Linked DNA regions of Mus musculus: all the other regions are linked to region 2. Evidence: chromatin contacts called from public Hi-C and HiChIP or PLAC-seq data. All regions are on one chromosome and are shown on one strand. The core of a region is the stretch at or near the end of the contact, and the rest is flanking DNA. Distances in the headings are between cores, read along the strand shown.

Region 1 (3,719 bases), core at 105-2,604, 470 kb after region 2:
AACCCATGCTAAAAAAGAAAAAGAAAAAGAAAGTGGCGCACACTTGTAATTCCCATCCTAGTCAGGCAGATACGTGGGCTTTGCTGGCCCGCCAGCCTAACCTACTAGCCTCAGGCCTGTCAAGGACACTCTTTCAGAATAGTCAATCAACTAATGGTGGATCGATCCTAAGGACTGATACCTGAGATTGTCTTCTGGCCTCCATATACATGCACATACAGATGCAACATCACCCAGAGGAACATATGTGCATGTACACCAACATGAACATAAAATCACATAGACAAGCTTCATAGAGTCGGACATGCCTGTAATCCAAGCATGTGAGGGAAAACATCAGAATGATTACAAGCGCAAGGCTCACCTGGGCTGCTTAGAGAGACACTGTGTCAAAGAAAAAGCAAACATCAACACCCCAAAGGACACAAACATCTTGGAATGGAATTAGAAGTTCCAAGGAAAGCAGTAAATGCCCAGGAGATCTTTTATGATATGATATTCAGGTCTAGATCAATCAGGTATGCAGGACTTGTTGATTGAAGGGCCAAGCCAAAGGGCAGGGTGTATGAAAGTGCAGAACCTTAGAGGCTAGGCGGTAATGAACGGCCATGATGAGGAGGGAGAGCCAGGAAACACTGTGAAGAGGGAGAATACAGGTGAGATATAAGGACAAGAGCAAAGGAGATAAACTCAAGTGCAGTCAGTTTTTTGGTTACCTGACCTTGATCCTTAGATAGGTCAGATCTCTTACCCATGGTGTTGGTACAGCAGAAAGGGATCTCTGCAGATCCTTTGGAAGAGACTTTGAGAGACCAAAGTTGATCCGTTGTTCTAGTTTCCCCTGGAAACATAATGTGACAGACATGTTATTGCATGTGAGCCAGTAGCTTCTACTTTGTCTTACACATACATGTTGAAATATCGACCAATTTTGTAATTATTAAATATGATCAAGTTTAGCCTTTTTGCCGCTGATTAATTTATTTATAATCTCAGGATTACACCTTGGCTCAGACTTTGCAATATAATTTTGAAGCACAAAATGTGACGTCTATAAAACACGAACTTCTTGCAGTCAGGAAGGTCAATCTTATATATTATGTCAAGTTTAAAGAAATCAAACACGGACCCTCCAACCTCCGCCCCACTTTCTAAATGTAGAGCTAGAGAAGTATTTTGCTGAGGCTGAGTGCACACCCCTTGGTAGCATGGGTTTGTAATTGAAACGTTGACACGACCTTAAAGCATCACCGTGCGAGCAGTGTTATTCTAATAAATCTTGTCCCTAATCCTCAGAGAGGACCTAAAGAAGAGATTTGCTTTCTGTATCGGCTTTCATTTACTGAAAGGCTTCTGAAGATAAAGCTCATAAACTATGGAGGGACAGATACAATGTGGGCTAAAGGGTTAAAGGGCCAGAGGCAGCTCTGTAATTCTCAGAAATGGGCAGCAGATGTTGTTTGACATTTTGAAGCACAGTTTCCTTCTCCTCCACGTACTTTCTTTGGCTATCACGCTTTTCAAGGCAAAGATGTATTACTGTACATGGGAATCGCTTGGCAATGAGTTTCCTGCTTAGACTACAGAGGGGCCTAATATTAAGACTAATTTTTATTTAATGCAGTGTCTTTTCACATAAATGGAATCACAAATTGCATTTGAAAAGCGAATGGCCTCGGTAGAGTTTATCATGAAACTCGGTGAATTAAATCACACCTTATAAAAAAAATGAGTAAATATAATTGGAAGGAAACATTGCTTGAGCCTAGGACTCTCCTACATATTAATTTTGGTTGCTAAGGGAACTGCCCCGGTTTGTGCTGACTTCAGGTAAACTCTGTGCAGATAAACACCTGCAGCTTCACACCTGCAGGCACACGTTGGGATGAGGACTTGGTTTTCTGTTTCACGAGAGAGTGGTGAGAAGGATGTGGTGATGGTAAATGATTAGTACGTGGGATAGACCATCTCGGTGGGTAAGATTCGAGATGAAACTGGGCACCCAGAGCCCCAGGTTGTCATCAGCTGGAAGCTTGCAAGGCAAGTGGAGAGTTAGCTTCAAGCCGATGGTTGGATGAGAAGGAATGAAACCAGCAACAAGGTGGACGTACTCCAAGCTGGGGGAGAGGAGACATGTTTGTCTCCTGAGTGTGTAGCTCAGCATTGCTAGTGGTATCAGTTTTGGCTTCTCAAAAGATTAAAGCGTGGACCATAGTGGCTGGCTATTTACTGAGACCAGGGAAAACTATTGGTTAACTAAGAGGTAAAGTTAAGAAAGTGGACTGAGTTATGTGACATAGGATGGCTGGTGCTGGATGCTTCCCCAAGGTTACATGAAACCAATATGTCAGTTGTGTAAAAGGCATGGATTTTGTATTCTAGTGGAGAAATGAGTTTATTACTTACGACTATGAAAATAAGAACTTTATGAGACTAAAGTAATAAGGAAAAGCAATAAGAAAGCATCTTTCTTAGTTTTCAAGCCACATTCAAATAGCCATTTGACTGAAGTGATAACAGTGGGTTTAAATTAAAAGTGAGAATCTCTTTTTGGGTGGGGGAATGAGGCACAATACCAAATGTTCATTGATTCTGTTTTCTTATTGATGAGGAAATGCATATGCCAACACTGAAGTCCAAGCACAGAGTCTCATTTGAGAAAAATCACCAACCGTTTCCCACCAAATCTGTCTTTCTTTCAGTGCCCTCCCTACCAACCACCTGCTGATCAGGCTACAGAGAAAATGAGATGTAAAAGAAAATAAAAGCAAACACAAAGTCTGCAAAAAGCCTAATAAAACTCAAGAGCACCAGGAATGGACCCCTGCCCAGTCATTGGCTAGGTGTCTATAGAGAGAAAATGTTGAGTCAGAACTATGCAGTGTTCTGTGAGGTAGAAATCTGGACTGAGCCATAAACTGGAGTAGACTGTATTGAGATGGGTTTGATGATTATAGCCACTTAGGGACTGGTGAAGGGTGAGTAGTATCTGTGCCTACAGTAGGACTGCATATAGATTCCCCCTTCACCCAGTTTTCATTCCTTTAGTTTTTTGAATCTTTCTTATTTAGCAGATAGTTTCAATTTAGTGGAACCATGTTGTCTTGTCTGTTATTCTCTCCTCTTTGTGACAAGCTTTGTCAGAGCTCGGCATGGAGTTGGGGGTGTCTGACTGTTTCAGTATCCCAAGTGATAGGGTTGTTCACTGAGTTTCCTTTCCTGTTTCTCTTCTCATTCTACCTTTAGCTGGAATGGTCACATCTATTCTCCCACTTTATCCTCATCTTTTCATGGTTTACCAACTTTCCCCGTTTCTATGCTTTCTATATTCCTTGAATAATTCTGCTCTTGCTCCAATTATCCACTTTCTGTTCCAACCCTGAAGAACTAATGTCTTAGTCCACACTGTACTACTCTTTTACTGGTTGTGGTGGGTGTCTGTAGACTTTATTTTACACATGGCAACACTCAAATATGGCAGAAGAACCAACTTTGACTCTGATCACAATCTTCACAAACCTGTTCTATTCCTGCCCTTTAGTTCTCATCTGCTAAGACTTGAAGCAGGACAAACAGCCTCTGGGTTTGGTATGCAGGGTGTCTTTTGTCTTCACCTACCAGACTGACCCAAGGCTCTGGGTTTTTAGTCACTTCTCTCCCTGTGACTTGCTAGTGGGTGAGAAAAATTTGGCCTTCAGAGCAGCTAAGGTCCCCATGGT
Region 2 (3,223 bases), core at 99-2,598:
ATGAAGAGGGGATGACGCCTTCAGTTCCAGTAACCCTCTAAAGCCAAGCTCTCTGCCCTGGAGGGTGGAATGGGAACACCTCTTACACTGCCCTGGGGTGCACCCGAAGTCTCTTTCGGACCTTGCTCATCCGGGCAGTGTTTTCTGGACCCAGGCTGCAGAAACCTCAACGCCACTAGGGGATGCAGTGACTCAAAGGACGGAACAGGGCCGCAGAGGTTGGAGCCCGTGGGGCGGGGCGACTGCGGCCCGGTCGTGGTATCTCCCGATGATTGGTCCTTACAAATGGCCCCGCCCTCGTCCGCCCAGCCTCTCTACTGGGCGTCTTCCAGCCTCTCTCCTGTGTCAGCTTGCGGCCCTCCCACCAGACCCTGTCCCAGAGACCCAAAATGTCCAGGGAAGTTGCGGCTGGGTCCACCCCGGAGGTCAGGGTTGGATATTATAGAGGGGACCGTTTTCCTCGGGTGAAAGCAGAATAAAGTAGCACCCCGAGCTAGGCGAAGAGAAAAGTTAGGCTATCGCAGCAAAGATCAAGTTAGTTGTACACGGTACTTCGGGGACCAGTGAGCCTAGGTCTCGCTAAGCCAGCTTTTTATGCATCGCGTTGTCACTAAGGTCAAAAGCACACATTGATGATATCATTAGATCCGAAAAAGACAGCTGCAACAGCTGACGCTGTTCGTTCTGGAGAGGTTTGGGAAAGCAAGCAGAGACCATAACAATAACGCGGGCGTCCGAATCAAAGCCCAGGTCCTCCGCGCGATTCAGCAGCCTCCCGGAAAGCTGGTTCGGAGGCAAATCTTCAGTTACTTCGCCATGAAACTTTTCTAATCTGTTTTACATGCACATAGCCCCTAAGCTGATATAAACTGAAAAACGTTCTGGCTTGAATCCTAATTTAAAAGTTTGCTCATTTTTAAAAAAGTATCGAAAAGTCTGCTTATGGAAATTAGCTTTATGAATGGGGCAGCCGGGTTTCACTCGTACGGAATAATCTACTGAGCCCGAATGAATCGGCTTTGCTACATTTAAAGGGCCAGAGAGCGAATTCCCTCCTGCCTGTCCCCTCTGCCCCAAGCCCGGGCGGGCCTCGCCCACCCTGCCCGCGGCCCCTCTGCCCTAGGCGGCCCTTGGCGGCGCCCCTTTCCGGTCAGTAGAGGGGCGGGAGGAGGGGCGGCGGTGTGCCGGGGTGGGTGGGGGGGATGGGATGGGGGTGGAGGTGAAGTCCTGGAGCGGGTTTGGGTTGCAGTTTCCTTGTGCTGAGGATCGTGTCCCCTCCTGCCAGCGCCAGGCTCCTCCCCCTCGGCGCGGATGACACTAGAACCTCCTTAAGTTGCGTCGCGCCACAGCTGTCTGCGAACACTGAGCTGCCTGGCGCCGTCTTGATAGTTTCAGAAAGAATGCATTCCCTGTAAAAAAAAAATACTGAGAGAGGGAGAGGAGAAAGAGAGAGAGACTGAGAGAGCGAGACATAGAGAGCTACGCAATCTGACCGGGCAGGTCACACGCCTCCTCCTCCTCCTCTACGCTCCTTGCTACTCAGGTTGGTATTGTGACTTGTGACTTTTTTTTTTTTTTTAAGTTTGATATCACTCCCTCCTCTTGGAGGGACTGTTTGTGTGTGTGTGTTTGGGGGTTTGTTTGTTTGGTTTTTTGTAAACTAAAAGCTCAGCTTTCTCCTTTTGGAGGATTTGTAGTGGTTGGAAAGATCCTGGGGCCGGTGTCCTCCAGGGAGGACTTGTCCCCAAGTTTTAATTGCTTAGTCAGTCCTGGGCTCCTGCGAGCCTGGCTGTCGGAGGTGTGCTGCGGAGCTTGGCTTCTTTCCCTCCGGGTCTTCGCGTGCGTGTGCACGTCCCGGGTGAGTCGGCCCTGCAGGAAGCTTGCGAAGACCTAGTGCCCTCCAGAATTTCAGGTGTTAAAAGTTCTTACACCTCATTCAGGTCTCTCTTTCTCTCCCTTGCAGGTGATCGGAAGAGCAACCGTCTCTGAGCGCCAAGGAATCAGTGTGCAGTGTGGTCACACTCGGATTCCTCTCTCCCTCCTTTTTTTTTTTTTTTTTTTGACCCCTTTATTCCTCCGTGTCTGCTTTTTTTTTGGGGGGGGGGATCGCCCTCATTCTTTTCTTTTTCTTCTTTCCCTTCCTTTCTTTTGCTAAACTATCCCGCAAAGATTTTTCTTTCCTCCCTAAACCCTCCTTTTTGCTCTCCTTTTCTATACCCTTAACTGCAAACAAACCATTAAACGACCCCTCTCCTGGGCCTCCGACGGCAGGAGTCCGCGGACCTCCCAGGCCGACAGCCCTCCCTCTACCCGCGAGGGTTCCGGGCCGGGCGAGAGGGCGCGAGCACAGCCGAGGACATGGAGGTGACTGCGGACCAGCCGCGCTGGGTGAGCCACCATCACCCCGCGGTCCTCAACGGTCAGCACCCAGACACGCACCACCCGGGCCTCGGCCATTCGTACATGGAAGCTCAGTATCCGCTGACGGAAGAGGTGGACGTACTTTTTAACATCGATGGTCAAGGCAACCACGTCCCGTCCTACTACGGAAACTCCGTCAGGGCTACGGTGCAGAGGTATCCTCCGACCCACCACGGTGAGTCCACCTTGGCGCTGGAACCTTTTGGATCCGCGTTTGTTTTCCTGGGTCCACGAGACCGCCAGAGACCCTGGCTGGGCAGAGCAAGCCAAAGCTCCTAAGTGTGTTACTAGTTCATTTAAAAAAAGTATCGGGGGCCCGGAAATGGGCGAGGAAGCAGTGTCGCTGGTTGGGAGAGTTCTTCTTTTTTTCTTTTTTAAATAAAAGAGCGCACGTAGCAGGCACCTCTCTTTGCCGGTGTCCTTGGGGCCAGGCACACTCACCTGGCAAGCGCCGAAATGCAGTCCTGGTCCACACGAGGTTGTAGATTTTGCAGCCAGGGAGAAATCTCAAGCGCTGCCTGCAGGCGCCGAGCCTTTCAGGCCGGGCAGCAGTGCGGGCCAGGCCGGCCTGGAACTGGGCTCCCCCGAAGGACTTCCAGCTTCTTGTTAGCCGGTGAAGGGGTCTTTCGCCAGAGCCTTGCGTTTTGTTTCTCCATTTATATTTTCAGAAAAGGCCCAAATACGTGCATTTCTTTCTATTTCCTTTTGCTCTCCACCCTCAAAAGCTAGTGCATTTGAGTTTTAGGCGTCCTACCTACCGGTGGTGTGAGGAAGAGACTCTGGTGGTTGCCACGGTCCAGGG
Region 3 (3,440 bases), core at 806-3,305, 360 kb after region 2:
TGAGATAAAACACATGAGGAGGGAAACACCTCATATATAACGCAGCCTGAGCACATGTCTTCCTGTCAGTACATTTGGACACAAATTCAGTCTGGCTCAGAGCGGAGCATTCATAACTGCTGTATAAGAAGTGGACTCATTTCACCCAACTAACCAGCTAGAGTCCTGAGGTTGAAGGAGGGAGGAAGTAGGCTGTGTGCTAGCTGTGTAGAAGCTCTGTAGCTGTGTAGAAGCAGAGGGGTTCACAGTAAGCTTTCCTTTTTCATTCTGTTGGCTGCCTCCAGTCATTCTCAACGAGGCATTCATGCCAACGTTTCAAAGTTAGGGAAAAAAAGATCCGAAGGGAGAACAAGAGTATTTGGGGCCTCTGCTGGAGCTCACTGGCTAGAAGAACTTTGCTGATGATAGTATTTCTTATTGAGTTCCCATGATTCTCTCTCACCTGAGAGCGTTTTTGTAGACACCATCTTGTTAATTCTTCCGACATCTCTGGGAGAGAGCTGTTAAAAATTATGAATATCTGAGTTGACTTCTTAAAACTATGTGGGCACATGTTCCGATGGTGGGTGCATGGGCATGTGTAAATGTATATGTGTAAATATGCCTGTGCATGGAAGCTACTAGTTAATCTTGGGATATTATTCCTTGTGAGCATTCCCCACCTCTGTCTGTCTGTCTGTCTGTCTGTCTGTCTGTCTGTCTATATGTGTCTCTCTCCTTATAGGATCTCTTAATAGTTTGGCTAGGCTGGTAGACCAGCAAGCCCTAAGGATCTGCCTGTTTCCGTTCCCCAGCTCCGACATGGCAAGCATGGACTGCCATGCCTTCCATTTTACTCGGCTGCTAATTATCAGGCACTAAAGAGCTGGAAGCTTGGGCTTCTTTCAGTTTAATTTAGTTGATTTGAACGAAGACATGTTGGTTCCAGCCAAATGTTCAATAATAGCTACAAATTTAGAAGAACAGGATCCCCCTTCTACTACTGAATCTACAACAACTTGTCTAATCCAGCCCTCTACAAGCTACTATTCACCAGGTAGCCAAGGGACAGCCTTTCCCCTGGATGACTGTCATTGTGGATTTAGCCTTCTTGGTTTTCTTAACCAATTGATGACAGAATCAGTTTTTCTCCTGTTTGTCTACTGTGCAGACTCCAGAGGATTGGTGGGAAATAAGATATACTTTTATTTTTTTAAACCATGAAATCAACAGGCAGAAAGATACTCCTTTTTGATATTTCTGTTCAAATCACAGGTGACCCTTGTCCAAGTTAGAGTTTCAGGAGCCTGGTGGCTACCTTCCAGAAGGACAGCTGTGCTTGTCAGAGGGCCATAAAAGGTGGGACCAGGCTGAGCTGCCGTCTCCCAAGGATGCCGAGGGCTAGCCAGAGGTGCTTGCTCCTGTCCTAGTTCTTGCCTGTCCTTTAATGGACACGTTTGCTCAACTGACTTTCTAGGCCAGGGTTCCTAAAGTTTTGCTTTGCAGTAGAATTAATTTAAATAGGTGGTGATGGTAGAGGACGAGTCTACAGGGGGAAAGAGCCCATCATCTTTAATTTCTGAATGCTTCTGGCATCTTGAAGAAACATATAACTTTGAAGAAACCCCAGTGGCATTAAATGATGCATTATGACTTCATCCACATCTTTTCTACTGGGCATGAGAGATTTCTTTCTTCCCACAGTATGGAAGAGTCAGTTGCTTTCAGCTTGGCCCTCCAGGAAACTCAATTAAATTGTGCTAGGCAGTATTCTTTTCTATTTTGTTGGAAATTTCATTTGTGAGTTTGTAGTTGAAGTACTGGTCCCATAGGGGCTCTGGGTACTCGTATAACTTTTATTTAATTTAAAGTTAAAAACTATTCTGATTTTTTTTATTATAAATTGGTGGTATAAGCCTTGACTCTTTCTAGTGTATTTTTTGAAACTTTTAGTTTCAGTTTGGAGTTTACCTTTCAAGCCACACACTCATTTCCCTGTGGTTCACACTACCTTTGTGGTGGCTGGGATGTTACTCTAGTTGCCTTGGCAATGCGAAATATTTGCAGGAAATAAAACAAACCTCTTAGGTTTTTTTTCTTCACTTTACAACAACAAAAACCAGTGAATTCAGTACATACCTTTCAGAAGTAGAGATGGATTCTTTTTTTTTTTTTTTCCATCCTGCCAAACAAGAATGGATAGCTGTATGCTTTTTACTTTCTTAAGAAGAAGGGGCTGGCAAGATGGCTCAGTGGGTAGAGTGCTTTCTGCTCAAGCAGGAAACCCTTTCTGTCTCCAACACCCACATGAAAAGTCAAGCGAGTGATGTATACCTGTTTCTCCAGTGCTGGGAAGCAGAGGCAGGAGGATCCCTGGAGTTTGCTGGCAGCTTAGACAAATAGGGGAGTCCCAGGAGTCTGTCTTAAAAATAAGGTAGGCGGTGGGTCTCTGCATCTGTTTCCATCAGAGAAGAGGGAGAAGGAATGGAGGGAAGAGCTCTATGAGGGGAGGGAGGACTGGGAAGAGCAGGAGGGCTGATATTGGAATATAAAGTGAATAAGTTAATTAATTAATGAAAAACTAAGGTAGGGGTTGTTGTGAGATGGGGCCTGCTGTCAAGGCTGAGCAGCTGACTTCTGTCCCTAGGTGTCCTATGATGGCAGGAGAGAACTGAGTCCCCCAGTTGTCCTCTAACTGCCATGTGTCACGCCCATAGCCTCACCCACCTACTCACACCCACAGGCAATAATGGTGGCTTACCTCATCTCCTGGGTTAGCTGAGAAAGGCCTCTTTGCCTCTTCCTCCTTCTCTCCTTCTCCCTCTGTTGTCCTCTCTATAGTTCAAAGAAGTTGAGGAATTCCAGTCAAGCAAGAATGGGCGGAAGTGAGATCCAATTTTCCTGATTTGATCAACAAAGCCAGGCAGATGGATTAGCGGAATGATCAGCAGTATGACTGATTTGAGCTCTCTGATCCTGCAAGCCGACCTGCCTACTTAACCTCTTAGAGTTTTCTGTCTCCTTCTAAAATGCAAATATAGTCATTGATGAGTTAAATGAGAGCCATCCTGACATTACAGTTATGGGCTTGTAACTCAGTTATTGTGATTTGGGAGACTGAGTCAGAAGGATGGCAAGTTCAAGGCCTACCTAGGATAAGCAATGAGCCCAAGGCCAGCTTGGACAATTTAGTGAGAAACTGTGTCAAGCTAAAAAGCAATATATATGTGGATACAGCTCTGTGGCACAATGCTTGGCCCGTGTGCATGAGGTTCAACATTCAATCTCTTACAGATATAATTTAAAAACTATTAATGTGTCTACCTGGCACAGAAGCTCTCACAACAACCTTCACTGTTACCTACAATCTGTTGAACTGCACAGTGTCACTTCTGTGGGTGCTGCGCCTAGCAGCAGCAACAACAGTTATATAAATCATTAGGAAATCCATTAATTTTCTT
Region 4 (3,537 bases), core at 544-3,043, 430 kb after region 2:
GCGTCCCTTTTCCTTTCCATTATCACACCAGAGTAAGGTATGGGGAGAAACTGGCACACCCTGGTGGCTTCAGTGAGAACCTATGTTTATCATAGGCACCTGTGCAGGTTTTACTGTTCAGAGTAGTGATCTCAGTCGCCATTTTGAAAGGCCCAAGAATATCCTTCTCTTTCTTAGGGATGATGCATGGTTTTTAAATATCTTTGGATGAAGCTTTTAAAATTCACCTGGCTTAGACATACTGTTCAACATGGGATACACTTGGACATACTTAGACATGGTGCAGTAGAGCACTGTCTCGACGTGGCTTGGTAATTACAAGTTGTAACTCACGAGGTGAAGAAGTGTTGACGTAAAACCTCCCCCCACTTTGTCTCAGTGTGGAACAGAAGAGAAGGCAAAGAACCAGAAGTCTAATTCTGGGACAGTCAAAATCTTGGCAATGTTAGGTCATTTCTATATTTTAAAAGCAAGACATGTTTTCATGCACCCAAGCTACTCTGCTCAGTTGGTACTGAATGTGTGATCATGCATGTCTCTAAAATATCCCCAAAGTGGTACAATGACATGTTGAAAGTTGTCATTACTTCCTCAGTAGATTCCTGTTTTTCCTCTCTCTCAGTTTGGGCCAGACCTAATGTGTATGGGGAGTCTCAATGAAATGGCAATGGTGTACAGAGAATCTTAATTGAATACAGAGAAAAGAATCAAACAAAACACTATGAAAAAACTGTGACTTGTAATAATTTCTGCAAAAATCCAGACCACTGTTTATAAAAAATGAAATAAATGCTTAGCAAACATGATAAAAAATAACATATTTTCCAATAAGCTGCAATTACATTCACATTAATAATAGTATGATGTTGAAGAATATGTGATTCATTATCAAGGGTGTGATCCCACTTATAATCCCCCACTTGAGACACTGAGGCAGGAGGATGGTTGTGAGTTCAAGGTCAACCTGAGTTGACTGACTATGAACCTAGCCAAGCCTACAGAGAAAGATTTTTGTCTTCCTAAAAAATACAAGACTAGATAAGGCAAGAATAACAGAACAACACAAAATGGCACACAAAATAGCAAGGAAAAACTAAGACAGTTAATAGAGATAAAATGGGTTCATTGCTTATGGCCTTCAAAGAGGAATTATATGCCTTATATCATAGCAATGCTTATAAAGCCTTCAAGACCATGTATATAGCAGAATCCAGATATTTTACATATATTTAGTTTATTACTTTTAATTCTTTTACCCAGTGATAACAAATTGTTGTTTGGCCTGAAAATGCCCCACCTTAGGCTTTTCTGCATATTGTTATTATTATTACTAGTAATTATATTAATTATTATCACTATTTTATTAAATAGTAGGTGCTTCCTTAACCATATTTTGCTCAATATTATATATTATTTTATAATTTAAAAATGCTTGGCAATATTGTGGACATTTTCTGATGATCCAGTGTGAGGAACATGCCTGTAAGAAGTCACAGTGGAGTTAATTTGATTACTTAATCGAAGCTCTAATGCTGAAGTATTTCTAATTTGTACTATATGTGTGCACATATATGCAGTTTGAATATTTATTTACACACATTGCTTCTAGATGTCTTTGCAAAGCCAGTCTTCCTTGGATTGTAGACATTTAACACACATCTGTGTTTATCTCTGCTCTGTTGATGGCAAACTCTTAGGAGTTTCCCACCACTGCAGCTTTTCCTGCAACCTTTCCTTAATCTCCCACTGCTTTCCACTAGAGACAAGATGGCTTTGGAGAACCACAAAGAGACAGGCTTGTCTCATCTTTGAATCTTGGTTGGCATATATGATTACTTCCTTAAAATGCTTACACATGGTTTCACTCCTCCTCCATGGGCCCTTTCAGACACACAGCAGTATAGGAAGTGTTCATAATATTTTCTTTAACAGTTCCTTGTCAACAGGAGACAAATTCTGATATGTGAATGCTGCTTGCTCTTTTAATTCGTATCACTTTGACACAAATAAGCTGAACCCTGTTTTGTGTGGGAGAAACCTTCTGTTTTTGTATAACCCTCCTTCTTTCTCTTCTTCCTCCCTCACATCTTCCCTTTCCTCCTCTACCTGCTACTTCTCTTCCTCCCAATCCTCTTCCCAGACTCTGTTTATATATCCCATTCTGGTCTCATAATTATGATCCTCCTGCCTCCACCTCCTGAGTGCTAGGGATACAGTGTTTGCATGTTTGCTATTATGCCCAAGTTATGAATTACATCTTAATATCATGGTCTAGAATTTCTTCTTGAATATTTTTATTTGAAAAGTCCCCATACACTGAACATTTAGCCCATTATTTAAATATTGTATTATTTCATCATATCTTCATTTATTTTCTTTGTAGGATATATGTATACATTATACATTTTAGTGCCATTTAGCTTTTTTTTTTTTTTTTTTAGAATTCTTGTTTTACTTTGATGTTTATCCATTTTAAATTTAAGATTATATAAATATTTATTTATACTTTTGGATTTTTTTCAGATGATGTCTTTCTTTTTCAGACATTAACAAATTTAAACCATGTGGAGTTGATTGTCTTTAAAACATAAAAATGTAATGTTAGGGCTGACTAGGGATGGAGAAGGAGCTTTGGGAGAGAAGATGGAAGAGAAGGGGATGAAGAAGTTTAACACAGAGTTTATGTGTGCATGGAAACATCCCAGCAAATCTCAATGATTTGCTAATGCATTCATAGTTATAATAAAAATCAATTTTATTTAAAGTTTTTTCCCCATGGGTGTTGGTTGAGTCTTGTGCGTGTGCATGTGCATTTGCGTGTGTGTGACTCACTTCTTACTTCAGTATGATTAAGCATTCCCTCTGGCTCTTGTTTTGTAGGCATCATCTCTCAACACTTGACGCTGTCCAAGCCATTTCATATGTCTACTTGCCATGGGTCTTCTTCACAGAGTAGGGAGTTTTGAAAGTAGGAGTTTTTGCTCTCTACTGAATGTCAGTGTCTTGAAAACTCTGACCTACATTAAACAAAACAAAACAAAAACCAAAGCAAAACAACACCTGTATGTGGTTATAGAATTTACAGATAATTAAGCACAATTTAATTTTTGTTCCTTTCATGTTTATATATATGGCCCATACAGAACATGGGGAAAGATAGAATATATGACTTTGTTATTGTTTTGCTGATTTCTATGTAACTAAGCTCACTTTGTGCTCCTTGTGGATTTCTCTTTTTTTCTAAGTGCTAGAAGCCCCAAAGAGGTCCTGTGTCTCATCAAAGTTGGACTGGATATTCTTTTTCTATAGATTGCTAAAGTAAATGATATGACAGAATTTATTACTTTAGATGCTATTAAGATAACCAAAGTAGCAGACACATCGATCTTTCTGTAAAAGGAGGTTTAATTTACCTGCTTTTTGGTTTTCCAAGCTCCTAACAATGTGGCAATATCTTAAGTGAGCATTATCTTATTTCTCTTTAATTTTATTTTCCATAGAAACTATCTTAGGGGAAAATCTGGCAGCTAGTGACAC
Region 5 (3,514 bases), core at 383-2,882, 400 kb after region 2:
AAAGCCACATGAGACATAGATACAGGTGCTCTAACAGTTTTCCTTCTGAAAGATCAGTTCAGTGGTATGGGGAGGTGGGGGAAAGCTTGATTCTTTTTTCTTAATTCAAAGATAGTGGTTATAATCACTCGCAGGGTTAATGAAGGCTGTTGAAACTGAATTTCCGTTGGTGGTTAATCCTCTGCCTTCCCCAGGTTCCTTTTAGACACCTGCCTGACATAGTATGGTCCTAATGTTCCCAAATGCATTACTATGAAGGAGGAACTATCTACTTAGAGAAACACAGGTAAGCTTGGAAAAGATCAAATTCTTGGTCTCTGGGCTTTGAAATCTCATGGCATTTCAAATGTACATATGTATGTGAGCCAGGCCTGCCCAGGAACATGACATAGTGAATGAATGAAGCCACTGCTCTCAGAGTAGGGGAAATTAAGAAGCAGAGAGAAAAATGTGCTCACACTCTGTGGCATTGCCACCTGCATGTGAGGAATCCATAGATTTTCCTTAGGTCTTCACATTTATGAAGTCATGATGTTCTTGCTTGCAGAAATTTTGTCCTAAACCCCAAGGCTAGGTGACTTTAGAAGTGAAACCCAGGGGCCCAGCATCAGAGAGAATTTTGTTCGTACTTTGTCACATGCCCATGAATGACATTTCCTCCCAATTTCACAAGTCTCTAATGGGACTAAATAACTTGTAGAGGGGCCTCTACTACTCTCAGTGGATTTTAAAGGCAAGAAAAAAGTTCTAGGTTTGAATAATTGCATTTTGATGAATGCAAGACTTTCAGGAAATGTGCTGAGCTAGTGGCTATGTGCTTACTGGGGTAAGTAAGTGTGGCAAAGCTTATTGCTACCTTTTCCTTTAGAGCCACCTTTTTCCCAATGCCTTGTCACTCCACCCAGGCCTTTGTTTGTCACCTCTTAAAAAGACCCTCCTTGTCTTCCTATGCTGACTATGACTAGATCCCAACTCCTTTTACCAACAACTTCTGATGACTCTTCATTCTATATTTGGAGTTATATAGAGAAGAGAAGTCAGGGACATGGTTATCATTTTATGCTTATGGGAATCACCTCTTCAGAAACTGGTAATTTCCCAGCCTTCTTGTGACTCTTAGTCTCAAACCAGATCCTTGGTTTCTATTCTGCTTGGTCTGCCACAGGGTGGAGGACCAGCACTGCTTCTGGGTTATAAAGCATGCGCATACAATCCATGCTCCCAAGCCACCAATCCTTCATGGTCACAGGGTCTGAGAGAAGTCACTCACGGTTGTTATAGACAATGAGTGGGGAAGGGATCCTGAGCTACGAAACAGTAGCCATGGGAAAAATGACAGTTTCATTCTCAGGGAGAGCTTTTCAGACGTTTTGTGGTCTTAACCCAAATGTGTGTTGGAGGAAGCCCAATGTGGGAAGGAATCTGGGAAGGAATCCTGATGGAATGCCAAGAGAGGACCCATTCCTAAAGTCACACATGACTGTACACATCTTTGAGCCCATTGGAGACATTTTCAGATGAGGAATTTGACAACTATCAACACTAAGTCGCAGCAGTTTGTTAGACAATGCAGATCCTCCGTCTCCTGACCCTATGGCTCCTTCAGGCTTCAGGTTTTTTTTTTTTTTCCCAAGTGGGAAATATGATCTGTTGAGTAGTCAGGAAAGAATTTCACTGGCAAGTCCCTATTACTCATTTCCCTGGACTAAGATACAAATAAATAGTGTAAGCCTTTTTTGTAAGAAAGGAAACATGTTCTTCTAGTGCTGAAAGCCTAGGATTGCTTTTGAAGGACTTTATTTTCTATATCCAGAAGGACTGCTATTCATCCATCCATCCATCCATCGATCCATCCATCCTCCTCCTCTCCCTCCTCCCTGTCTTCCTCCCCCTAGTTATGGAGCCCTAGCTGGCCTCCAGATCAGTCCTCCTGCTCCAGCTCCCTAAGTGTATTCTCTGTTGGATAGTAGACTTTTAATGCCAGGTTTTAGAAGGTAAGGATAAGGGTCTATCTTGTTAAATGGATTGCTTTATTCAATTTCCTAGTATAGAATGTTAATAGTCATTGTCAACAACTAACTTTTAGGATGTTTCATTGTTAGACTCCCACTTTTCAAGAATTTATCATTGTAATTATCATTATTGGCTTTGTTATTATTAATTATTCTTTCTACTGACAATTATCAGGACCACAGTATCTTCACTGAATATTCTTATATTTTAGCATCTTATTCTGCTCCCTGTCCATATGACACCCACTTGAGCTGTTAAGAGAATACCCTACCAACAAACAATGTCCTATCTCACTCCCCTCACCTAAAAGTCTGCCATCCACGGTGGCATTGGAGGGGATAGTTCAGCAATGAAGAATGTGAATCAATCTTCCAGAAGACCATATTCAGTTCCAAGTATGGAACTGGGTGTCAAATGGCTACAAATGTTTATAACTGTAGCTCCAGGGAATAGATGCCTTCTGCACTAAAGCCTATGTGTTTCCTCCATAAATACTCACATATGCATGTAATTAAAACTAGTAAATAGATATCCCAGTCTAGTGAATCAGCTCTTGGCAGCATTATTTTTTGGTCAAGTTCCTTTACATTCTAGTATTGTGTTTCACTTAGGTTTGACTAAGTAATGAAATCTATAAATTTTGTCAGGACCACAGTATCTTCTCTGAGTATTCTTATATTCTAAGATCTTTTGCTCCCAGTCAATCATTTGCAGCTATTAACACTCACTTGAACTGTTAAGAGAATATCCTATCAAAAAACAGTGTCTAGGTTATGTAATCAAATCTATAAACTTCTAGCTTGGAAGTCCTGAATATTTCTCCCTCTAAAAATCCTACACTTAACTTTATCGTAAGGAATTAATTTCTGAAGAATATAACTTTGTTTTCTATATACACAAATAATTTTTACTCTACCTTCACATCTTACAGAGGTCATTATCTTTAAGTGCAGGTAGTATGTCTAAATTTCTACTTTTTTGACTGCACTTTCATTGTGTTAATATAAGTGATTTCTGTGCCACAACATTATAATATGTAGGAATAATAATAGAGATGTTGAATCCATGGTGTATATTTTGCACTTAGTATTTAGCTTAAATCCCTGAAAGGCAAAGATTAATCCCACCTTAGGCAAGAGACTATAGCTCAGAAAGGCTGTCATTGCTCAAGAACCACACTAGACTCCAGTTTGTGGTATTATTAGATCGATACTCTTTATTGAACAATACGCTGCTTTGTAGTAGAGATTGCATTCATCACCAGGAATAGCACATGCTCCCTCAAGCCCAACATTTGCTCCTGAGGTTTGCCAAAACAAAGTGCTATGCAACCAAAGCCAGAGAAGGAACAAAGTAGAATGTGATGGGGACCCCTGAGTTTGGATTTGATGTAATCACATGTGGCATTGAAATTTCTGTTACCAGCACCTATCAAGGCCATTCTAAGAAAAGAAAACTGAATTATAGAAAGACTGTGGCACAGAAGTGGAATACTTGTTGT
Region 6 (3,621 bases), core at 248-2,747, 300 kb after region 2:
CAGGAGTAACCTTCTGGTCTTCACTTCTGTCCTTATCTCCCAAAGCAGATCTGAGGCTGAGGTCAGGGCCAGTCCTATCCAGACTGAGAACATGACAACTCTCTTCTTCCCAAGGTCCTCTTGACTTAATACTTCTTTTCATGTTGGTTTTGAATTCTGATCCTAGTTTGAATGTGTTTATAATCCATGACATCTAAGAGGTCATCTTCTGGGTCAGCCTCTATCGTAGTGATGCTGAGAATCTTTGTTTCCTTTTGGATTAAAGATCAGCCCACATACCTCTGTTTTCTTCTTGGTAGATAGTTCTGAGCTCTGATTAAAAAGAATCAACTACGTTTTCAGCAATATCTTTTAAAACAAGGACTGCAAGGTTGCTTACACACTTTTCATAGAAATATTAATTACATTAATTTAAAGTTTATTCTATATTTATGTGCTGGAGTAGAGGTCTATGGGTAGAGTGCTTTCTCTGCAAGCATGAGTTTGGATCTCCAGCACCCATACACAAGGTGGGCACAGCAGCCTTCACGGTAACAGCACTGAGGGCACAAAGATAGCAGATCCTGGGAGCTCACTGACCTGCCAACCTTGAAGAAATGGCAAGGTCCTATTTCAGTGAGAAACCCTATTGTAAAAAAAAAAAAAAAAAAAAAAATTAGGTGCAGAGTGAGAAAGACACATATGAGCTGTCTTTGGTCTCCAAAGGCACCCATAGTTGAATGTGTACACACACACACACACACACACACACACACACACGTGTGAGAGTGCATACATACATGCACATACACAGATGCACACAGACACACACAAACACACATATACACATACACAAACACACACACATATACACACACAGATACACACAGGCACACACACTTGAACACACATATAGGAACACACACACACACACACACAGATGCACACAGGCACACAAATACATATAACATGGGCACATGCATATATATACACAGACATGACACATGCACACACTACAAACTACACACAGAAAAATACTAAAAAAAATCAACATATATTATTATAAAGTTATTATTTTGACCGTTAGCATACAACCAATTGGCAACATATTATGGGAGTGGGATGATTAAGTTGCACTCAATTCCATGCCACATAAGAAGGAGTTTTGGGCCCACCCCCTCACCCTGCCATGTACTCACTCACTCACTTCCCACTGAGAGAACTGACAAGTCACTGAGAAATGACAAGTCACTTTACCCTGTACTTGCTTTAGTCAAAATGAAAAGCACTTCGAAGAAAGGGTCCTGGGTACAGAGGCTGAGGGCGAGTCCTCAGGCTTTCTGCTGCCTCCCTGGAAACCCACAAGCTTGGCCTTTACCTTAGATGATTCTACCTTGACAGAGATGATTAAAAGCCCGCCTTACATAGAATCACTTTCTTCAACATTTGCGCAGTGGTGATCTTGTGCTTTGGGGTTTTCCTCAGTGTTTCCATTAAGTTACACATCTGTGCCTCCTCCCTTTGACCTCTCTGCACTGGAAAGAAATAAAACACCCCACATTAGCATAACTCCCCAACCTGACAGGTAGCATTTAGCCACTGATTTATAGTCTCTAGCCTACATTAGTTTCCATCTTCCATCCCTTCCCCACCTCATGCAGACCCTGTGTGCTTTGTCAATGCTCACTTGTGTGTGTGTGTGCCCGTGTGTGTGCGTGTGTGTGTGTGTGTGTAATGGATGTGAACCTAACCATTAACTTCACATCTCTGGTTTAATGCAGATACTTTTGTTAAATGACAATATAATTACCAGTCATCGGCAAACCTCAAAAAGGTTGGGAGGTTTGGTTCAGTTAAACACCCAAGAACTCAGATCCTTATCTGACATTTACCCCTCGATTTTGGCAGGCCCAGGCTGGCGAACTCTCAAGGTAGATCCACTGTGTGAGATCTCTGTCAGCAATTCTGTTGTTCACTCCCCAATATCAGTTCTTCTAACCTTCAGGCTTGGTCAATGGAGCCCAAAACACAACCACTAAAATGTAAAGAAAATGTTGTCCCCATCCAGTTGAGGTGAAGAAAGTTTCCAGGAAGACATAGAAAGCAACATCCTAAAAATCATGGTAGAGGAAAACCTGCTACCATTTTTGTTTTGTTTTGTTTTGTTTTGTTTTGTTTTGTTTTGTTTTGTTTTGGTTTTTTGCTTAGCTCAAAATGTTCAAAGCTGCAAAGTTTTTGAGAAGTTTGGACATCAGGTTGGGGTGGTGGAGAGAAATTGCTGAGGGTGAGAGATAACTCGGAGGTGTGTGTGTGTGTTTCCTAGGAAAAGTGTTAATGTTTAAACACCTTTTGGTATGCTGAGGCAAGCCAGTGGGTAATGTACTTTTAAAAAAGAGGTTAAGATATTGTCAGCCCTGGTGTTTTGTGTTAGGTTTAGAAGGTATGTGTTGCATCAGTGGTGGTTTTTCCAGTTTTTCCTTCTTCTGAATGACTGTTTTGTTGTTTTGTTTTGTGTCTTTTTGTGTGTTTCCTGAAATGAGAATGGCCTTAACTCTTAGGGCACATCTACCCATGACTTAGAGAAGTGATATTGTCTCCTGTGTAGTTTTGGATGGTCAGTGCCAGAAATAGGCACAGCTCCAGAGTCTGTATTTGGTATGGAACTCTTAGTATCTGTGTGGCACTGTGTGATCCCTTACGGAGAAATCCAGCCTTGAAATAAAAACGCTGCATTTTTGAGATGTTAGAGCATATTGTAGTGGGAGGAAAACTCTCTCAATCTCTCTCTCTCTCTCTCTCATCCTCCTGGTTTGCCCCAGTACTCGTCTTTTTAGTTGGGTGCTGGGTATGGAACTTGGTCCTCATGCTAATGAGCCAAAGATCATACCAACCGAGTCACTCCCTCAGCTTGAATCAAAACTTAAAAAACACACTTACTTACTTCATACTGAATTTATTACTATGTCATATGTCTTGGTTTCTTCAGTTTCCTCTGGAATATCTTTTTTTTTAAATATTGTTTTTTGAGTTTATAGTATAATTACCCCATCTCTTCTATCTTATATACCACCAAACTTTCTCTCCCATGTAACATCCCTTCCTGCTCTCTTTAGAGGCCTCTTTTCTTTAATTGCTTTACACACACACACACACTCACTCATAAACATAACTACAACATGTTCAACCCATTTACACTGTTACTTGCATGTATGTTATCAGGGTTGACCACTTGATATGGGATTTCTTTTTACCCCCGAGCATCCTCTTTTTCTTGCTTAGGAACACTTCCTGTGTCAGTGAGGATTGTCCCAATATGGCAGGGGGTGCGGGGTCTGTGTATAGGTTGATCTGATGCTGTGCTCTATGAATTCAATTGCGCATCTTGAGTGTTGTGTTCACCGGAGAGATGTTCAATGGCTCGAGCATGTATACCTAAGTCCTTAAGTTAAGATTACTCTGAAATTCTGCACTCTTTTAGGGCCACCAACTCTCTGTCCAGCCCTACTAGTTAGCCTAGGGAACACCAACTCTATTCTACTGTCAGAAAGAAGGGTTTTTAAAGTGCCATCTTTCAGATACTTGATGGCTTTTTAGACACGGGTGTTCTTGATGGCCAGAACGGTTTCCTGAGTGTTCTTAAAG
Region 7 (3,537 bases), core at 440-2,939, 450 kb after region 2:
ATGCGCTAGGCGATGTCAGCATGAACCAAAGGGACTGGTAGATGAACTATCCAAAAAGAAGACATTCAATTTCTCTGCAGACTGAGGGCACTCTTATCTAATTGCAAGGAATTATAAGAAATGGGTGTGTTTGCACCCATACACATTCACGACCATGCAAAACAGTGCACACATCTTACTTACAAAATTCTAAATAGCATGGTCATTTGGAAGCTACACGGCAATCAAATAACATATCTGTTTAGAAGACCGGGTGTCTAAGAAAGAGAACCAATAAGATGTGGAAATGTTAGCAAGTATGGAAGTGTTCCTATGTTTCGGGTTGTATCTTTGAACCCGGAAGTTCTTCATTTGAACATTTGACTATATAAGAACAAGGATAGATTAAATTTTTAACAGAAATCATACCTGAGGATGGTAGAGCTGGACTCAATGAGAAGTCAGAGGGCAGTTTGCTGTGCATGTGACTGCTTCTATAGGTACACAGGATACCCTTTTAGTAGAAAGCAGGCTGTTTCCAGAGCACAGAGGAAGGTATAGATCTATGAAATAGAGCACTTTAGTGAATAACACTGATTTATCTTTGTGAGAATCAACTATGTCACCTTGAGAGAGACTTCAGTTGCTACCAAAGCTCATCAGCTTTTGACGTAGCAGGTGATGCACAAAGTTCTACAAAATCTAAAATCCCTTCAAGTTTGAAGGGACATCATTAAATATGATAGAAGTGAATCAAGGAATGGTCAGGGAATTTAAATTAACTCAGATCCAGAAAGGAGTCAGGAAGCAGTGTCAAGATGCTTAATGCTTCTTGATGTCCCCTTCTGACAGCCCTTCGGGATTCCCCATGAAAGGTGGAGAGCAGGAAGTTATTTTCGAGTTAAAAAATGGCAATCAGATTAAAGAGATTAGATGATACACATTAGAAACTAAAAAGCAAACAATGTGTCAGGAAGCATTATTTCTAATCGGGAGTTTCTGGCACAAGGTGCCTGTTCTCTGTTCCCAAGCTCCCTTCTGTTTCCTCCTCCAGAAAGGACTTCGATTCCCCAGCAACACAGCGCACAGCTGGGCTTCGCATTCCCTTTGCAGCGGCTGCTTCATCTGAAATGCTGGTAGTATTTGTCAGCCTGGAAGTGTCTTGAGGCTGCTTCTGAGAGATACAAGGAGGCAACTGATAAGAAGCGCATCAGAAGGGCAGTTAATTGCCTCCAGTCTCTCGGTGCCGGGAATATTTAAAATCTATGGGATTAAAGGCAGATTAAAAACTGTGGAAGCAGGGGCCCAATAGCGCTGAAAGATTGCAATCAGCGAGGGTAATGGCAGAGAAAAAAATGAATGTGGCACATAAAATGACAGATAGGAAATTCAGATCCGCTTCTAATGCTCCAAGTTCCATCTTGTAAGCACAATTCATCTACGTGTAAATCATTTTTTGGCTTCAAGCTTATCAGCCAATCGGTGAATTAAAAATGCTCTTTCCTTGGAGGATTAGAGGGGTTGATTGAAGTCAGTGTGAAAACTGGCTAATAAGTCTGGAAATGTCAGGAGGGGGTTCAGAGGAACTCCGGCTACTTTTTTTTCTCTCTCCCTCCCTTTCCCTCTCTCTCCCTTTCCATGCTATGAAATAAGGAGTTTGCAAGGCTGCAGACTTCTGTTATTTTGACGAATGCTTTTGTGTCTTCTTGGGGTGAGAACACTGCAGAACGGGAGTGCTTGCGTTTGTAGGGTGAATAAGGATAATAGCCACGAAGACACACAGGTGGGAAACCATGGATGAATATGGCTACTTCTAGAAACCAGTTCTCCAAAATCCTGGGCCTGTGATTCTATTTTAAGCTGTGCCATTATGAGGAGGGGCATATTATTTTGTGATTCTACTGATTTACCCGAACAAATGGTATTTGGGGGAGGGGAGGGTCATGGGTTAAGTGTGTTCTTGCTTAAAATTCAAAGACAGGATACCTCATGTACTTTCTTTCTCAAACTGATGGAATGGCAGGGAGGGCGCCTATTCCCTATGCTAAAGACTAGTCTAAGTCGATCATGTTGACTGACTTTTATTTTGGTGGGGGGGATAGGTGGCATCGGTTAGGAGATTTCAAACCAGCTTGTGGTGTTAGCACAATGTCAGCTGAGGAAACTTGGTGATGATTTCAAGATTTGCTCAGAAGGCTGGCTCACCAAGGTTAAGGTTTTCATTTCATAGGGCTGGTTGAAAGAGGAAATTCCCAGCAGAAGCACCACACTGAGACTGCAGGATGCTGAGAAGAACATTTTTATGGTTTTTATGGTTTTTATGGTTCATAGTCTACATTTTTCTCTCTTCTTCTCAGAAGAGTTTGGCATTTCCTTCACATTAAGTTTCATGTCTTCAGCTATGACTTTTATGTCCAGGATACCCCAGCAACTTTAAGAGGTCAGTTCCATGTGTCCCATTTCGTAGAAAGGTAGCTGAGGAGACCCCAAGTATGTTGGTCAAGGTGATCTAGGAGGAATAGGAGATTCAAAACTAGCTCTCTTTTTGGTGCCATAATTTTCTATTCCTTTTGCCTTTTGAAGAGTATACCTGCATTTGTTGGCATTCATGTGCAACACACACACACACACACACACACACACACACACACATCCTCATGTGTTGAATTCCTGTTGATGGTCTTGAGATAAAGAGTGACTAGATATTGGAGCTTGATGCATTACAAAGTAAAATTACCAATCCTAGGGCATTAATTCAGCCCTGGTGTTGGTTAATTTTCCATTCTATTAAAAAAGGTCAGTTTATAAAGGTTTGTTTGGGCTCTTAGTTTTAGAGGTTCCAGTCCATGGTTGGTGGAATCCATTCTTTTGGGGTCTTAAGGAAGAAACACATGATGAGCACTGTCACTTTCAAGGACATAGCCATGCTACCTCAAGATATCTACTGAGGCCTTGAATCTTAAAAGCCCCACTAGCTTCCAAGAGCTACCCTGGGAAACAAACTTTTATAAAAAGCTTTTGGAGGACAAGATCATGATTATAACAGGCCCTTCCCATCTTTGGTTTTGAGAATACCATCATTTATTGCCCAGTGCTGAGGGAGAGAGATTTTTCTATAAATGAACACTATGTAAAGGTTGCTACTCTCAGATGTCTGGAGAGATGGCTCAATGGTTGGGCACGTAAGTTTAGAGTTTGTTTGCCAGCACTTATGCCAGGCTGTGCTTCTGGCTTCCAAGGGTACCTGCACTCATGTGCATATACCCACACACAGGCATACATATGTGCATCTGATTTAAATAGTAAAATAAATCTTAAAAAATTCACTCTAAATTTCCCCTCAGAAAACCAAGGAAGACAGGAAGAATTTTAGGAGCCAGATGATGGGGAGGACTGCTACAAAACAGGACATTCTGGATAAGCAGGGTCACTGTACCCATCAACTCAAGGTAGCTGTGATTCTCTGTATAAAATCTACACAAAAGAAAGCAGTCAAATTTTTAGCATGGTTAGAAGAGCGTCTTACAGAGTTCTGCCCCATCGGAAGAGCTAGGCTGG

What was found. A called contact is a pair of places that touch in the nucleus more often than the background predicts. HiChIP or PLAC-seq counts read pairs in DNA pulled down with a chosen protein or histone mark.
Region 1: an H3K4me3 HiChIP or PLAC-seq map of neural tube shows a contact between it and region 2, with 4 times the contacts expected there. The contact joins the enhancer-like site here to the promoter of Gata3 in region 2. A contact is called at or near these places in 3 of 39 promoter capture datasets (cranial neural crest, embryonic stem cells and hippocampal neurons), 2 of 484 Hi-C or Micro-C datasets (both in nephron progenitors), 16 of 115 datasets of contacts at active chromatin or transcription factors (the SCID.adh cell line, T-cell acute lymphoblastic leukemia, bone marrow-derived macrophages and 11 more) and 3 of 9 other capture datasets (adipose tissue, embryonic stem cells and liver).
Region 3: an H3K4me3 HiChIP or PLAC-seq map of the SCID.adh cell line shows a contact between it and region 2, with 33 read pairs. The contact joins the enhancer-like site here to the promoter of Gata3 in region 2. A contact is called at or near these places in 13 of 39 promoter capture datasets (the 3T3-L1 cell line, the HPC-7 cell line, HPC-7-derived erythroid cells and 6 more), 1 of 15 datasets of contacts at CTCF or cohesin (CD8 T cells), 21 of 484 Hi-C or Micro-C datasets (CD4 T cells, CD8 T cells, the MNK3 cell line and 4 more), 19 of 115 datasets of contacts at active chromatin or transcription factors (CD8 T cells, DN3 thymocytes, the SCID.adh cell line and 10 more) and 4 of 9 other capture datasets (adipose tissue, embryonic stem cells, liver and 1 more).
Region 4: a contact with region 2 is called in an H3K4me3 HiChIP or PLAC-seq map of the SCID.adh cell line, with 21 read pairs. The contact joins the enhancer-like site here to the promoter of Gata3 in region 2. A contact is called at or near these places in 12 of 39 promoter capture datasets (the 3T3-L1 cell line, the C10 cell line, cancer-associated fibroblasts and 5 more), 2 of 15 datasets of contacts at CTCF or cohesin (CD8 T cells and the NIH/3T3 cell line), 30 of 484 Hi-C or Micro-C datasets (the C2C12 cell line, CD4 T cells, the G1E-ER4 cell line and 11 more), 26 of 115 datasets of contacts at active chromatin or transcription factors (DN3 thymocytes, the SCID.adh cell line, T-cell acute lymphoblastic leukemia and 14 more) and 4 of 9 other capture datasets (adipose tissue, embryonic stem cells, liver and 1 more).
Region 5: an H3K4me3 HiChIP or PLAC-seq map of the SCID.adh cell line shows a contact between it and region 2, with 48 read pairs. The contact joins the enhancer-like site here to the promoter of Gata3 in region 2. A contact is called at or near these places in 8 of 39 promoter capture datasets (the 3T3-L1 cell line, HPC-7-derived erythroid cells, cancer-associated fibroblasts and 4 more), 1 of 15 datasets of contacts at CTCF or cohesin (the NIH/3T3 cell line), 17 of 484 Hi-C or Micro-C datasets (the C2C12 cell line, Th1 cells, adipose-derived mesenchymal stem cells and 7 more), 24 of 115 datasets of contacts at active chromatin or transcription factors (CD8 T cells, DN3 thymocytes, the SCID.adh cell line and 16 more) and 4 of 9 other capture datasets (adipose tissue, embryonic stem cells, liver and 1 more).
Region 6: a contact with region 2 is called in an H3K27ac HiChIP or PLAC-seq map of regulatory T cell precursor, with 7 times the contacts expected there. The contact joins the enhancer-like site here to the promoter of Gata3 in region 2. A contact is called at or near these places in 2 of 39 promoter capture datasets (embryonic stem cells and trophoblast stem cells), 1 of 15 datasets of contacts at CTCF or cohesin (CD8 T cells), 14 of 484 Hi-C or Micro-C datasets (CD4 T cells, CD8 T cells, LSK cells and 8 more), 18 of 115 datasets of contacts at active chromatin or transcription factors (CD8 T cells, the SCID.adh cell line, T-cell acute lymphoblastic leukemia and 12 more) and 2 of 9 other capture datasets (adipose tissue and embryonic stem cells).
Region 7: a Hi-C map of the N1E-115 cell line shows a contact between it and region 2, with 4 times the contacts expected there. The contact joins the enhancer-like site here to the promoter of Gata3 in region 2. A contact is called at or near these places in 7 of 39 promoter capture datasets (the 3T3-L1 cell line, the HPC-7 cell line, embryonic stem cells and 2 more), 13 of 484 Hi-C or Micro-C datasets (the N1E-115 cell line and embryonic stem cells), 19 of 115 datasets of contacts at active chromatin or transcription factors (the SCID.adh cell line, T-cell acute lymphoblastic leukemia, embryonic forebrain and 10 more) and 1 of 9 other capture datasets (embryonic stem cells).

The regions. Positions count from the first base shown.
Region 1 is chr2:9,406,831-9,410,549 of GRCm38.p6, reverse strand. It overlaps Gm13219 (predicted gene 13219), which reads right to left. Exons shown (of 3, transcript NR_168281.1): 2 at 752-841. Among named protein-coding and RNA genes, the nearest start is that of Gm13219, 56 kb to the right of the region's middle. Within about 2 kb of position 1,354, at least 2 of the 459 cell types and tissues checked have an H3K27ac peak or open chromatin away from gene starts, as enhancers often do. A contact at or near this core is called in neural tube, where this site is marked.
Region 2 is chr2:9,876,725-9,879,947 of GRCm38.p6, reverse strand. It overlaps Gata3 (GATA binding protein 3), which reads left to right and starts at 1,348. Exons shown (of 6, transcript NM_008091.3): 1 at 1,348-1,543; 2 at 1,964-2,596. The coding sequence starts at 2,359.
Region 3 is chr2:9,518,851-9,522,290 of GRCm38.p6, reverse strand. No RefSeq gene overlaps it. Among named protein-coding and RNA genes, the nearest start is that of Gm13218, 72 kb to the left of the region's middle. Within about 2 kb of position 2,055, at least 30 of the 459 cell types and tissues checked have an H3K27ac peak or open chromatin away from gene starts, as enhancers often do. A contact at or near this core is called in CD8 T cells, DN3 thymocytes, the SCID.adh cell line and 3 more, where this site is marked.
Region 4 is chr2:9,447,452-9,450,988 of GRCm38.p6, reverse strand. All of the region lies in intron 2 of Gm13219 (predicted gene 13219), which reads right to left. Among named protein-coding and RNA genes, the nearest start is that of Gm13219, 97 kb to the right of the region's middle. Within about 2 kb of position 1,793, at least 1 of the 459 cell types and tissues checked has an H3K27ac peak or open chromatin away from gene starts, as enhancers often do. A contact at or near this core is called in the SCID.adh cell line, where this site is marked.
Region 5 is chr2:9,480,014-9,483,527 of GRCm38.p6, reverse strand. No RefSeq gene overlaps it. Among named protein-coding and RNA genes, the nearest start is that of Gm13218, 110 kb to the left of the region's middle. Within about 2 kb of position 1,632, at least 55 of the 459 cell types and tissues checked have an H3K27ac peak or open chromatin away from gene starts, as enhancers often do. A contact at or near this core is called in the C2C12 cell line, the NIH/3T3 cell line, the SCID.adh cell line and 8 more, where this site is marked.
Region 6 is chr2:9,575,912-9,579,532 of GRCm38.p6, reverse strand. No RefSeq gene overlaps it. Among named protein-coding and RNA genes, the nearest start is that of Gm13218, 15 kb to the left of the region's middle. Within about 2 kb of position 1,497, at least 15 of the 459 cell types and tissues checked have an H3K27ac peak or open chromatin away from gene starts, as enhancers often do. A contact at or near this core is called in CD8 T cells, the SCID.adh cell line, Th1 cells and 4 more, where this site is marked.
Region 7 is chr2:9,431,298-9,434,834 of GRCm38.p6, reverse strand. The region is part of intron 2 of Gm13219 (predicted gene 13219); the gene reads right to left. Among named protein-coding and RNA genes, the nearest start is that of Gm13219, 81 kb to the right of the region's middle. Within about 2 kb of position 1,689, at least 2 of the 459 cell types and tissues checked have an H3K27ac peak or open chromatin away from gene starts, as enhancers often do. A contact at or near this core is called in the N1E-115 cell line and neural tube, where this site is marked.